Linked DNA regions of Sus scrofa: region 2 is linked to region 1. A link is a contact called in public promoter capture Hi-C data. All regions are on one chromosome and are shown on one strand. The core of a region is the stretch at or near the end of the contact, and the rest is flanking DNA. Distances in the headings are between cores, read along the strand shown. Region 1 holds the start of MRPS18B (mitochondrial ribosomal protein S18B). Region 2 holds the start of GTF2H4 (general transcription factor IIH subunit 4).

Evidence for each region. Promoter capture Hi-C pulls out the DNA fragments that hold promoters and counts their contacts.
Region 2: a promoter capture Hi-C map of liver shows a contact between it and region 1, with 2.4 times the contacts expected there. The contact joins the promoter of GTF2H4 here to the promoter of MRPS18B in region 1. A contact is called at or near these places in 2 of 5 promoter capture datasets (fetal liver and liver) and 1 of 2 datasets of contacts at active chromatin or transcription factors (alveolar macrophages).

The regions. Positions count from the first base shown.
Region 1 is chr7:23,162,689-23,168,717 of Sscrofa11.1, reverse strand. It overlaps MRPS18B (mitochondrial ribosomal protein S18B), which reads right to left and starts at 2,404. Exons shown (of 7, transcript NM_001123140.1): 1 at 2,327-2,404; 2 at 1,067-1,175; 3 at 862-959; 4 at 666-734. The coding sequence starts at 2,404. It also overlaps a transcript of PPP1R10 not described here.
Region 2 is chr7:23,396,865-23,402,787 of Sscrofa11.1, reverse strand. It overlaps GTF2H4 (general transcription factor IIH subunit 4), which reads right to left and starts at 3,483. Exons shown (of 13, transcript NM_001123120.1): 1 at 3,344-3,483; 2 at 2,977-3,081; 3 at 2,507-2,638; 4 at 2,135-2,231; 5 at 1,955-2,043; 6 at 1,633-1,744; 7 at 1,435-1,503; 8 at 868-951; 9 at 478-610; 10 at 182-312. The coding sequence starts at 3,483.

The DNA of each region.
Region 1 (6,029 bases), core at 1,155-3,654:
AAATGCCCTCCAACTCCCCTGACGACCTTCTTAATACTTCTAAGCCCTGCAAACTCAGACGAGCACGTTTCCATTATCATAAGGTTTTTGAATCCTTTAAGGAACAGGTCCTGTCCTTCTCACACTGAAGTGTCTTTCTTTTTTTTTTAACATAACTGACTGTACCTTGCTTCATGTACCTGCCCTCCAGCCCCTAGTCTCCAGCATGCCACCGACAAAATAAAGAAAACCTCAGAGAAAGAACTAGTCCAATCTACTTGCTGCTAACTGTGATGTATAAAAATGAAGCCTTGGGTGTAGCCCTCCCATTAGAAACGAGTATTTCTCTTGCTTGCCAATTTAGACTATAAATTTCATAGGCAAGGGATGAAGGTTTCTTTTTTAATAGTGGATGAAGCTTTTTAGTATAACCCATAGCAGAGAGCAAAGGCTAGAAGAAGGAATGTTTCATATTGCCGGAAAGTCAATATAAAATGGACTTTGGGCACTCTGCTATACAGCAGAAACTGACACACTGTAAATCAACTATGCTTAAAACAAAAACAAACAAAAAACAAAAAAAACCCAAAAAACTTTAGTGGCACCAGGACATGAAGAGTGAGGGGTACCTAAGGTAATCTCTCTAGCACTCTAGGTCTTTATTCTGGAGAAAAGACTCTCCTTACCCTAAAGTCGACGTGCAACTTCTGATCCCGGCAGATGGGGCAGGGATTCCCAGCAACTTTATTTCCCCGCTGTAGAGAGAAGAAACTGGCAGGTGAAGATGTTCAAAGCCTTGTCTGAAAAAGTGCAGCTACCACTGCGGCTATAGCCTTCAGCCCCACTCCACATCCCATCCATGTGTCACCTTCAGAAACTCACAATACACATCTTTCGAGTCCGCTGTGGGGGTATTCCACCTTTGTGGTTGCGACGGTAGTCAGCCCAGACAGGGCGAGAACCATAGCGGTTCTGGTATTCTGAAATGAAAGGCCACTTAAGTCATGTCTGGGTGCAGGTGGTGGGGGGCATCTCTGTCCCTTTATTTCAGACCTGACTTGCCCTCCCCTCCCCCATGAAGAAGTACCTTCTGAGTCCAGATATTTCCAGGGTTCATCTTTATAAGGGGAAATGGGAACCTGGGGCAAAGAATCATCCTCAGGGGGAGCTTTGGTGCAAAGAGTCTGGAGGAGAACCTATAGAAGGAGAGTGGAAATGAGACAGTGAGTTCAAGGAGAAACCTGACTGGTTAGCTGCCAACAGTTCAGGGAGAAAAAGAATCTATACCCACTATGTTAATGAAATATATATGAAAGGTAGCGTTGGGTGGGGGGGTTAAGTTGACATCATTAACCACCAGTCTCCCTACTGTAACTGGATCTTCAGAGAAAGAGTCATGTTGGAGGGTAACTAGATAGCTGATGGGGAGGCAAATTTATTTGAGAAAACAACTCAAAAACGTGGCACATATAAGATACTCTGTCCTTTCTGGGACAGACCGAGTCTAGTGGAGAAAAAGGGAGAATGTCTTATCTTCTTGGAGTTAAGATGAATGGCAGGAAGGAAATGCAAAGACAGATGAATCTCCACTCAATCCGATCCTGAATCACTGAGTTGCCCAGCCTTATAAAAAGTTGAAGGTCAACATTCCATAGGACAGAATAAACTTGAGTCCTAACGCTACCTTTAAAGCTACCAGGCCTATAATTAACTCTGTGGTGACCCTTGTCACCAATTTTTAGTCCCACTGTAGGGAGTGGCAGCTGGGCTAAGCCTTCCCATCTCGCCCTGCCCCGCTAAGAATCTGCCCTGCCAAGAACCTCCAGGGGGGTAAGTACGTGAGGCTGGAGGGAAACCTCGACCCAAAGTTAAGCTCATGTATGCTCTGATGAGAAACTGATTCAGTGACATAAAGAGAGCCGAGACACTGGTCCCCAGGTCGTGAGAATGTGTCCTGGCTTTATTAGGCTATAGCAGGGCTGGTAGAAGTTAGTGTCTGTCCCTCAACCCAAAGACCTTACTGGGCATCGCAGATTTAGACATCGTCTGAACAGTTCACAGCTGGTTTGTGTTATGACCAAGGGGTTCATTCCATCTCTTAATTATTTAATCGAGATGGAAACTAGGGAAGAGGATACCATCCAACCCTGGCTCTTCACCCTCGACTCGAAATAAGAAAATGCGCGCAGTATCGAGGAACGAGAAGGGAAGAGAGTGGTGGAAGTAAAGCATTGCCTTGACAGCAATCGGGAAGCTCTCCGCTCCTGGATTCCCAGAAGTGGAGCGACAACCTAGAGAAAGTACAGTTTAAGTTTTGGGTTGTACAAAACGTGCTCCAAGGAGTTACCTGAACTCCGTAGGCACCTCTGAAGGGCGAAACGCCAGGAAGGCGCCTCAGCAACACGTTCAATATGGAGGCAGCCATCTTGACGTACGCCCAAAGCAGGAAAGGCTAGAAAGGCGACTGCGCATGCACCTGGAAACTGACTGGGGGTAGGGCCAAGGACGCGCCCGCAGTGCGGAAGACGGCCGCGCATCTGCGTCAAGACGGAAACGAGAAAGGGGGGCCATAAGGAGAAGGCAATTTCAACTGCGTCACAATCGAATTCGGCCTCAAAATTGCGTTTTTGCGGCACCAGTCACTACGATTCTTAGACCTCATTCTTCGAGTTTGTCTTGTAAGCAATTTTGAAGGAGATTTTGACCGAGATTCTCTCACTGCGCATGCGCCGGTCCGATTCTACCAACCCAGGGTGAGAAATGGTCTCGAGGGCGGAAGTGGTGGAAGCAGAGGAAAGGGAGGTGCTAGGCCGCCCGGTCACGCGCACGCGTTAGCGGGCCAGGAAGGAGGCGGAAGAGGGTGCCCAGGGGAAGGGGCTGAGCGAAGCCGAAGACAGGCTAGCCAATCAGCTGGCGAGTTGTCTTTCTGGTTGGCCAATGAACTCACGCCTCGCGCACAATGTCTCGCGACAAGGGCGCTTCACTGGCACGTTTGCGCGCGTTGGGCGGCGTCCGGGTATAAAAGACTCCGCCCGAGCGGGCAGCCGCCATTCTGGGGTTCGTTTAGAGGTAAGTTTCGCCTTTTTGTCGGTTGGAGGGTGACATTTTTGGCCTGGGAAACGGGTTCGGCCTAGGCTCAGTTGGGAGCCATGACTTGTGTTAAGCGGCTGTTTTCGGGATGGGACACAGAGGTGTTTGAGGGCAACAAAAACGGTATTTTGGGGCGTTTCCGAGCAACCCGTATTGATTGTATCTTTCTCCCTTTTGTTCCTTTTATCCCAGGTTTGAATTTTCTCGGAGAAAGACAGGCCAGCCACGAGGAAAAAAGAAACAAGCCGCAGCAACATCTAAGCCCTTGAAAGGATCCTGAGAGAGGGGGGAAAGGGAAAACAGCAGCCACCAGCCCAACCACTTGTGTCTTCTGCCCCTTCCCACCTATCTTGCCCACCCCACCAGCCCACGCTGCTTGGGACTTGAAATTGTGGCCGAAGGACCGTCACCACATAACTTCAAAAATAATCAACCACCCTCCCTTCCCAAACCCACTCAAATTCACTCATCCAGCGTTTACTTTTTTGAATCCACTCAGAACTTTTTTTCTACGACCCCCCTCCCTAAATGGAGTTGGGTGGGGGGGGAAATGAATACTGAGTTGGCCTTTATTTTTTTTAAAGAGACTTTTTGATCCAATGAGGCCCCGCAAATAATTGAGTTTTGGGTCCTGGTTGGTTGTTTTATTTTTTTCTCTAAAATTTTAACCCCCTCCCCCCCTGAGCCCGAGGTGCTGACGTCGCAAAAAAATTGGATAGTAAGTGTCGAATTTTCAAAAACCAGCCTTGCAACAAGAAATCAACGTTTCCCGTTGTGAAACCAAAAATAATGAGAGGACGAAATGAGACCATAGAACAAATAGAGAACTGGAGAAGGACCGATCCGGTCGCTTAATCTCCATTAAAAGGGCCTTTGGGTCTTAACAGTGGTGTTCTCTCCTCTACCACCTACCTCTTCCCTGCCCTGGTGCGGGCAAGGAGAGGGTGGAGGGAGGGCCAGCAAGTTAGGATTTTGATGGTTAACCCTTGGTAATCCAGCCAATTTCCAGACTGCCAAAGCCATAAGTGTTTACTTTTTTATAAAGAGGAATGGTTACCTTCCTCTCGTTAGCTGCAGTCTTCAAAAGGGTTAATGAGCTCACATACAAAAGATGGTGGATCTTGTGGCCCAGAAGTCCCACTTCTTTGTGTGTGAGACAAGCAGGGCGCCTTTCAATTTGCCAGATTAATAAGCAATCTGTACATAAAGATTGCAGGGTAAGGAGATGGGCAGAGAAATAGTAGTTGACTATGACTTTAAATGATTGTTAACTCCTCTCAATTTTGATGTAATTTGCTTGGGGTATATTTGTGTGCTTAATATAGGTGGCAATCTAGGAATAAAGATTGCAAGACACTTAATTCAGGGCAAAATATAGTCTTAGTGCCAATACATACAAGATAATAGTTGGGGAGGTAAAAAATGTCTTGTAATTGTTGCAGATTGCATAGGTTATTTAAAAGCAGAAAAAGTGATTAACATTTTTAACTTGATACTTTTTGGCGGGGGTGGGGGGGTAATACAGTTAAGTAGAGGGTGGAAAGGTTGGGGAAATGTGGAAATCAGGAGTATAATTTTAAAAGCCATTTAGTGCAATTGAATGCTAGCATTTTGTCGTTAAAAGGAATTTTTTTCTTCCCTGCTTCAATATGGCGACTTTCTTTGTCCTTTTGTCTTCCAAGCGGCGTTGCAGGTTGTGTCTTGACCCATTTTTCTCCTGTCCTCCCACCTCAACCCTATTTGTTGACAGGGGTCCAAGTCCTCCCCCTTTCCCTTTATAGGGAGGATGGGGGGTGGTCGATAGTAAGGTTGAACCTCAATTGCAAATTCAATTCTTCCCCGCAGAAAATTGTTCTTTTTTAAATATTTTAATTGCTTTTATTTTCACAACGCTCTTAACTGATTCAAAGTAGGTCAAAGGCTTCTGCACAGGGTGGGGGGCTGCTTTTTGGTTTTTCTTACTAAAAAGGGGTGATTTTTAATGTAAATAGCTACCGGCAGAGCTGGGGATAGCTTTTTAAGTTTGAGTCCTCTTCTCCATTACAAAATGGCGTCCCTGCTTCTTTGTTGTTTTTCTCCCCCTTTTGCCATCCAGAGCTTAGGGCCGCCCTAGAAACTTGGTCAAGGGGGAGGAGCAGCATTGAAAGGTGATGTAATAAGCTTTCTTCCTCCTCCCTCCACCCTCTTGAAACTCCACCCCGAGCTGATGCCTTCTGGACTCCTTATGCACGCTGCTGTTAGAACGGAAAAGGCTGTTTTCCTTATTTTCTTAAAATCTTTCATAGTCATTATCTTAAAAGCTTACAGGAATTAGGTCTTAAAAGCTGTCCATCTCCTTGGGCAATTCTTTGTTTTTGTATTTAACAGTCCCGAGCCTGTTGCTTTTATTTTCACCATTCACTCATCACCACTGCTTTTGGAAGTGTTCCTTGCTTTAGTTGCCATGGGTGGGAAACCAAAGAGCTATACTTTAAGTCTGGGAGCTTTTGGGGGGAGTGTGTGTGTGAGCGTGTGTTGGGGGATACAGGGGAAAGACACAGGGCTTGTGAAAGCGTAACTGCAGTAGGTAACTGGGGCCTAATGACCCTGAAATGTACCGTTTCTGCTCAGGAGCCAGCCCTTGGGCCTCCTGCATTTGGTCACTTTGTATAATGAGAACCTGGGGGAGAGTGGGAACTTGAGGACTTTCTTCTAAATCACCCTTATTCCCACCTCCGGGTTTGGGGGTGAGCTCTTTGTGTTCAGTGCTGTGTCACGTTCTCCAGTTGCTTAGCTCCTGTACATTGGTACTAGGATGAGAAGTGAATCTTTAGGAAAGGAGGCGGCAGTTGTAAACTCGAGGCAGGGGGAATCCAGCTACGGTTTCTGGTAAGCAAAACCTTTCTGGTACTACGTTTCACAACCTTCATTTCTTTTTTTCCAAAGAGCCACCCTTTGAATTTTTTTCCTTCTAAAATTCC
Region 2 (5,923 bases), core at 2,234-4,733, 230 kb before region 1:
CCCTTGAGGGTCTACCTAGTCCCACATCAAGAGCCTTGACTTCTCACGTGCCTAATGCTCAAACACAGACCACTTACCACCACCTATTGTAACAGACCCCATGCTAACCTTCCATAAGGTGGCATACTCCATAGCCCAAATGCAACCTGTCTACCACCCCCATCTTCCCCAAGTGGGGTACCTGTTGGGCTGTGATGCCACTGGCAATGGCCTGCTGCACACTCTCCCGGGTCACCTGTGCCACCACCATGTTGGGGAAGCGATAGAGCATCTCAGAGAAAAGGGCAATAAGGGCGATCTGCAGCTCCGACTCTGACCGGAGATGGGAAGAGAGGATTAGGAGGCTCCTCCGTACTCAGACTCCCTCAAGCCTCCGAGAGCTCTGAACCACCAAGTAAACATCAAAATAAACTGGCATTCCCTCCCCTCCCCTCCCCCTGCCAGCCCGCTATCCAGGGGTCCTCTGTGCAGCCTCACCCGTGTAGGCGTACAGTCGATAATTGGTTTCCACAACGATGAAACCTGGCTGATGCACAGTGCCCCCAGCCCCAGAAACACCTGATGAGAGATTGATGGCCAGGCGCGTGGGGTAGTAACGCCGAGACTTCCTCTGGAAAGGAGGAGAGAAAAGCAATAAGCCCTCTCTCAGGGTCAGTGCCCTTCATCTTCCTCCAGATACATCAGATCCCTCCCAATGCACAGAACTTCAGCTCCCAACATCTCTCCCCCTCCCCCGAGGGACCCCAGTATTCTGTCCTGGCAACTGTCCCCTGCTTCTGCCTTCGGAGACCCCTGTTCCTTTTGAAAGGCCAAGGCAACATACCACCCTGCCTCTTCCCTAAAAGCCATGTATCTGGGCGCTCATACCTTCCTCTGGAAAACAAGGCCCAACTCACGGAGATGTTGCAGGAAGTTCAACAGAGAATCACTCATACCTTCCACAGAGTAATCCTGGGGAAGAGAGGTAGCCGGCTGGGGTCCAAAACCCAGCCCATTCTCCCTTCCCCAACCCCATATGCTCCTTCCCACTTTTCCCATCCCTGGTGTTCTTCGTTTTTTTGTTTTTTGCTTTTGTCTTTTTGTCTTTCTAGGGTCGCACGGGTGGCATATGTAGGTTCCCAGGCTAGGGGTCCAATCAGAGCTGCAGCTGCTGGCCTACACCATAGCCACAGCAACGCGGCATCCGAGCCGCGTCTGCAACCTACACCACAGCTCACAGCAACACGGGATCCTTAACCCACTGAGCGAGGTCAGGGATTGAACCTGCGTCCTCATGGATGCTAATTGGGTTGTTAACCGCTGAGCCACGACGGGAACTCCTCTTTGTTCATTCTTCTCTTTCACTCTATTGACCCCTAACCTCATTTCCTTTTCCATCTCTCTACCCTTCATCTTGCCCACCCAAGCCTCTACTAGCTCCAGCCCCCTGCTTACCTTGCCCAGAGTAGAGAAGCTGAGCTGGAAGAGGAAGGAGAGAATCTCCACTAGGTCCATGCCCCGACTCTAAGGAGGAACGGGCAGATGTGGGGAGGAAATGAGAGAAAACCGGGGAACAGAGTCTACAGGCAGCAGGCCCTCAGTGGGTCCTGGGAAAAGCAGAGCATGCCAGCAGGCAGCCCCCGACCTCCTCACCTGGGCTGTCTGCAGGTACTGCAACATAAAGTACCAGAGCTGGGCCGGGGTGTCCAACAACAGGAATTGGAAGCCCGCAGAGGTAATGCAAGGCGGCTCTCCAGGTTCAGCACTACAGAAAGGGACCATGGCAGAGGTTTGCTGAGAAAGGCCACCATTCCACTTGTCCGCTCACATTTTTCTTGGTTTATCTCTGGCCATGCTCTACGCAGCTCTCCTTTTGCAGCCAACCCCCTCCAATCCTGATCCGACCCAAACACTCAGGTTAGCAGGGACTCGAGGAGACGGCAAAACAGAGCTGTTGTACCTCTGTCTTCCTCACCTCTTCATGAGCCCAGCCTGGCTGAGGAGCTGAGCCAAGTCCTGGCTGACGGCTGCACTGGGGGAGCCCACCATGAAGTGCAGGACCACCTGAGGAACAGAAGAGACCAGAGAGACAGATGCCTCTAAGGGCCCTGGGATGGGAGCACAAGCAGACACACACAGAGTCCCAAGTCCTTACCTCCCATCGCTCCTCAGCATACTTGTCAAGCGAGGGCACATCCCGGGCATGCTTGTCTGGTCCCAGCTGACTTGTGTCATCAGACCAGGCCTTGCCCCTATGCCAGTACGGCCGAGAGTAAGGAACCCTGCCTGTGTTCCCTGCCCACCACCCCCCTTCCCTCTTTCTACCCTCATCTCCAGGGGCCACGAGTGGGAGACATATCCTATACCACGTAGCAAAGTCTGGTCCAACTTATTCCTAAAGGAGCTCCCAAAGGTGGAGCCCACAAGGTTCCAGAGAGGTCCCCCAGGGCCTCTTAATAAGTAGTTTAATGAGCAGTTTAATCACTAGTTCCCCTGCCTGGCCTAGGAAAAGATGGAAGTGACATACCCACCCAGAAGGGCAATGCGGAGGTTTTGGCGGAAGATGGGGTTGAGGATGAGGCCCTGGAGGCCACCAGGGAGCAGCTGGGTGTGCCAGATACGGAGGCCGCTCAGCAGCCCCGTGCTTTCCTCCTGGGCTCTGGAACAGAAGAGGAGAGGTGAGGGGAGTGTCCAGAGAACAAAAGGAAGGAAGCCCATAAAGACCACCATTTCTGCCTTTTCTGAACTGGTGGTCCTTGGAACACTGTTTCACAGAGTGAAATTGGTATCTTCTTAAGGCAAATTTCTTTACTGCAGCACCTACCAGAACCTTGTTATAGACATCACAACTCTCCAAGAGGCAAAATGGAGTATGCGTAGTTTCCCAAACTTGTTTAATTACAAGTTTAGTGGTGTTCCCTTGAATATACTCCAGCAGTTTGGGAAACCTGGCTGTTGAGAAATTTGTATCTGGCTGAAAGTGCAGCAGAGACTCACTTGCTGAATTCCTTCTTCACCCACAAGGCTACGGCAGCTTGTGGCAGAGGCTGCTCCAGAAAGAGCATCCGCATCACCCAGTTCTTAGCTAAAGATGGGAGCTCCCTATAAGGGGGCAGAGGGAAAACGTTAATATCAGAAACTGCCTCAGATCTGCATCCCTGCCCTCAAATGCCTCTCAAACATCTCATCTCACCCCTGGCCCTTTTACCAGTCTTCCTGCCCCCACATCTCCATCTGTTTGGGCCTGACACATTTTAGTCTCCAAGCCCCCCAGAGCTAAGCTTCTACCCATGATAACTTATTGCAGTCTGCAGGCCTCATTACATTTCCCTACTATGGTCCCTGCCATGAACGGGGTCCTCACCTGAAGACAGCCAAACAGGTGGCAGGGTGCCCATACAATCGGTCCAATACAACAGGGCTCAGGCCCCCTAAGAATTCCTGCAGATTCCTGCATTGTAGGTGTACTCGATTCAGTCCACCCCTTGAAGGGGTGCTCTCCATCACCTGAGAGATGCAAGTGTTAGTGGACCTCCGAAATCCATGCCAGTGTCACCCCCTCACCGTTCTCATTCCAATTCCAGATCCACTGGCCCCTGCAAAAATTCATCTTTTCTACAGTTTCCTTTTTCACGTCACTCATCTCCTCTTGTTTCTCCCAAACCTGACCACCCTCCTCTTCTTTCCTCCCTCCTCACTGCACTCCTGATCTCAACTCAAGTCTTCTCCAATTTCTAAGTGAAAGAATTGTCAGCTGTTCCATATTTGCAAAAATATTTTGTATTTCAGTGACTTATCTACACCCTAGGCAAAGAAAGTTTTCTGAGCCCAGTTCTCTCTCCCCTCGACCTCTCCTGGTCTGATCAGCCTATAAACTTCAATCTGCCCATTCTCTCCATCTATTTCTTGACCCCACTCCTCGTGCTGGGAACGGCAATAATTACCTTTCCCCTCCAAGTCTCATAAATCTAATTCCACCTCTTTCCTCTTCCCGTCCCTAAGACTACTTCACTCCATTCACCCTGACTCACACCGTATGATCTCCTCCTAACTCGTCCCCTACTTTCTTCCCAATGCTCGTCTCTCATCAACTCTCTCCTTCTTATACCTCCCGCCACCCCTTCTCTCCCAGCCCCCTTACCACTCAGTGTCGACCCCCTCCTCGTGCACTCCGAGTCTTAAGCCGTCGCTTAATCGGAGCCAGTGTCTCGCATTAGCTCTCAGGAATAGGGGAAAGAATGGCGGAAAGTGAGCGAAAAATATGGGGAGGGGGACGAAGGATTTCACCCACGCAAGTCCAGAGTGGAGGATTCAGAAGAGGAGTGGAGAGGTAGGGAGGAGAAGAACCGGCGCTGCACTCGCTCGCCACAGGGCATGCTGGGAATTGGAGTCTTGTCCTTCCCAGCCCGGGAGCCAGCTGAAGCGCGTCCGACTACAACTCCCAAAAGGCACTGCGGGGAGCCAAGCGGAGAGAGGCTGGCTTTTACGTAAGAGAGCCGGAGGCTCCGGAGGTCTGGCTGTTCGTTCCGCATCGCTCTCCACCCACTCGGCTAACGGCGAGTCTAACCAACCCGAGATCATGTGGGGACCCTGAGAATAGAAGTTCCCCGAGGTCTTCCTATCCGAGGTGCGGAAACCACTGGGTGGTGAGGAGCTCAGGTTCAGAGATGCAGAAACCTGGGTTCCTTGAGCTCAGTTGCTCCTCGTAAAACTGGAATAATGCACTTTCCAGAGCATTTTCTCGAATTAGGAGTTAACTCCATCCGGTGTGCCTTCCTTGGCAAGTAAATACTCAGTAAATCTTAATTGTCACGTCCTCCATGCTTCCATCCACCTCCCCGCCCCCCCCCGCCCCCTGTTAGAAGATCCTAATAAATGCAGTTTAAAAAAACAAACAATTGTTTGGTCTGATTTGATATATTAAACTACTGCTTGTTAAGGGAAGGGAACGTCTTAAGCCAGAGCCAGATCTGTAAGTTTCCCCAAATTCCTTTAAGACAAGTTTTATTATTCCCACTTTCCAGACTAGAGGACAGAAACTCAATGAGATTAAGAAATTTGTCCATGATCAGACAGCCAGAAACTGCCTAAACTGGGATTTGAGGTACATTTGCAAGTTACCAGGAATGAAAACGGTAAGAACTAAGATTTCTTTATATTTTGTAGCCTACCCATGCTTGTTTTGTTGTTCCGTAAAATCCTCAAAAGAATGGCACAAAACTGACAAACCTTCTTTATGGCAAAATGTTAAGTAAGATTGAACAAATTACAGTCTGGGAAGAAATGTTTGGTAAAATAGATAAAATACAAAGCAGTAAGAAAAAGAACACAATAGAAATATTAAGTTTAATAACAGGCAAAAAAAATACAAGTGCCATGTAACCAAATAAAGAAACTCTCAACTTCTCAACTTCATTGTTTTTTTTTCACATCTTATTTATTTATTTTTATTTTTTTATTTTTATTTTTTTTTGTCTTTTTGCTATTTCGTGGGACGCTCTCGCGGCATATGGAGGTTCCCAGGCTAGGGGTCGAATCAGAGCTATAGCTGCCAGCCTATGCCAGAGCCACAGCAACGCAGGATCTGAGCCACGTCTGCGACCTACACCACAGCTCACGGCAATGCCGGATCGTTAACCCACTGAGCAAGGGCAGGGATCGAACCCACAACCTCATGGTTCCTAGTCGGATTCGTTAACCACTGCGCCACGATGGGAACTCCTATATTTATTTTTTTTATTACTCAAATGAATTTATCACATCTGTAGTTGTATAATGATTGTAACAATTTGATTTCCCACCCCCAAACTGTCTCCTCCAGAGACCATAAGTTTTTCAATGTCTGTGAGTCAGCATCTGTTCAAAGTTCAGTCTGTCCTTTTTTCAGATTCCACATGTCAGTGAAAGCATTTGATGTTGGTGTCTCATTGTATGGCTGACTTCA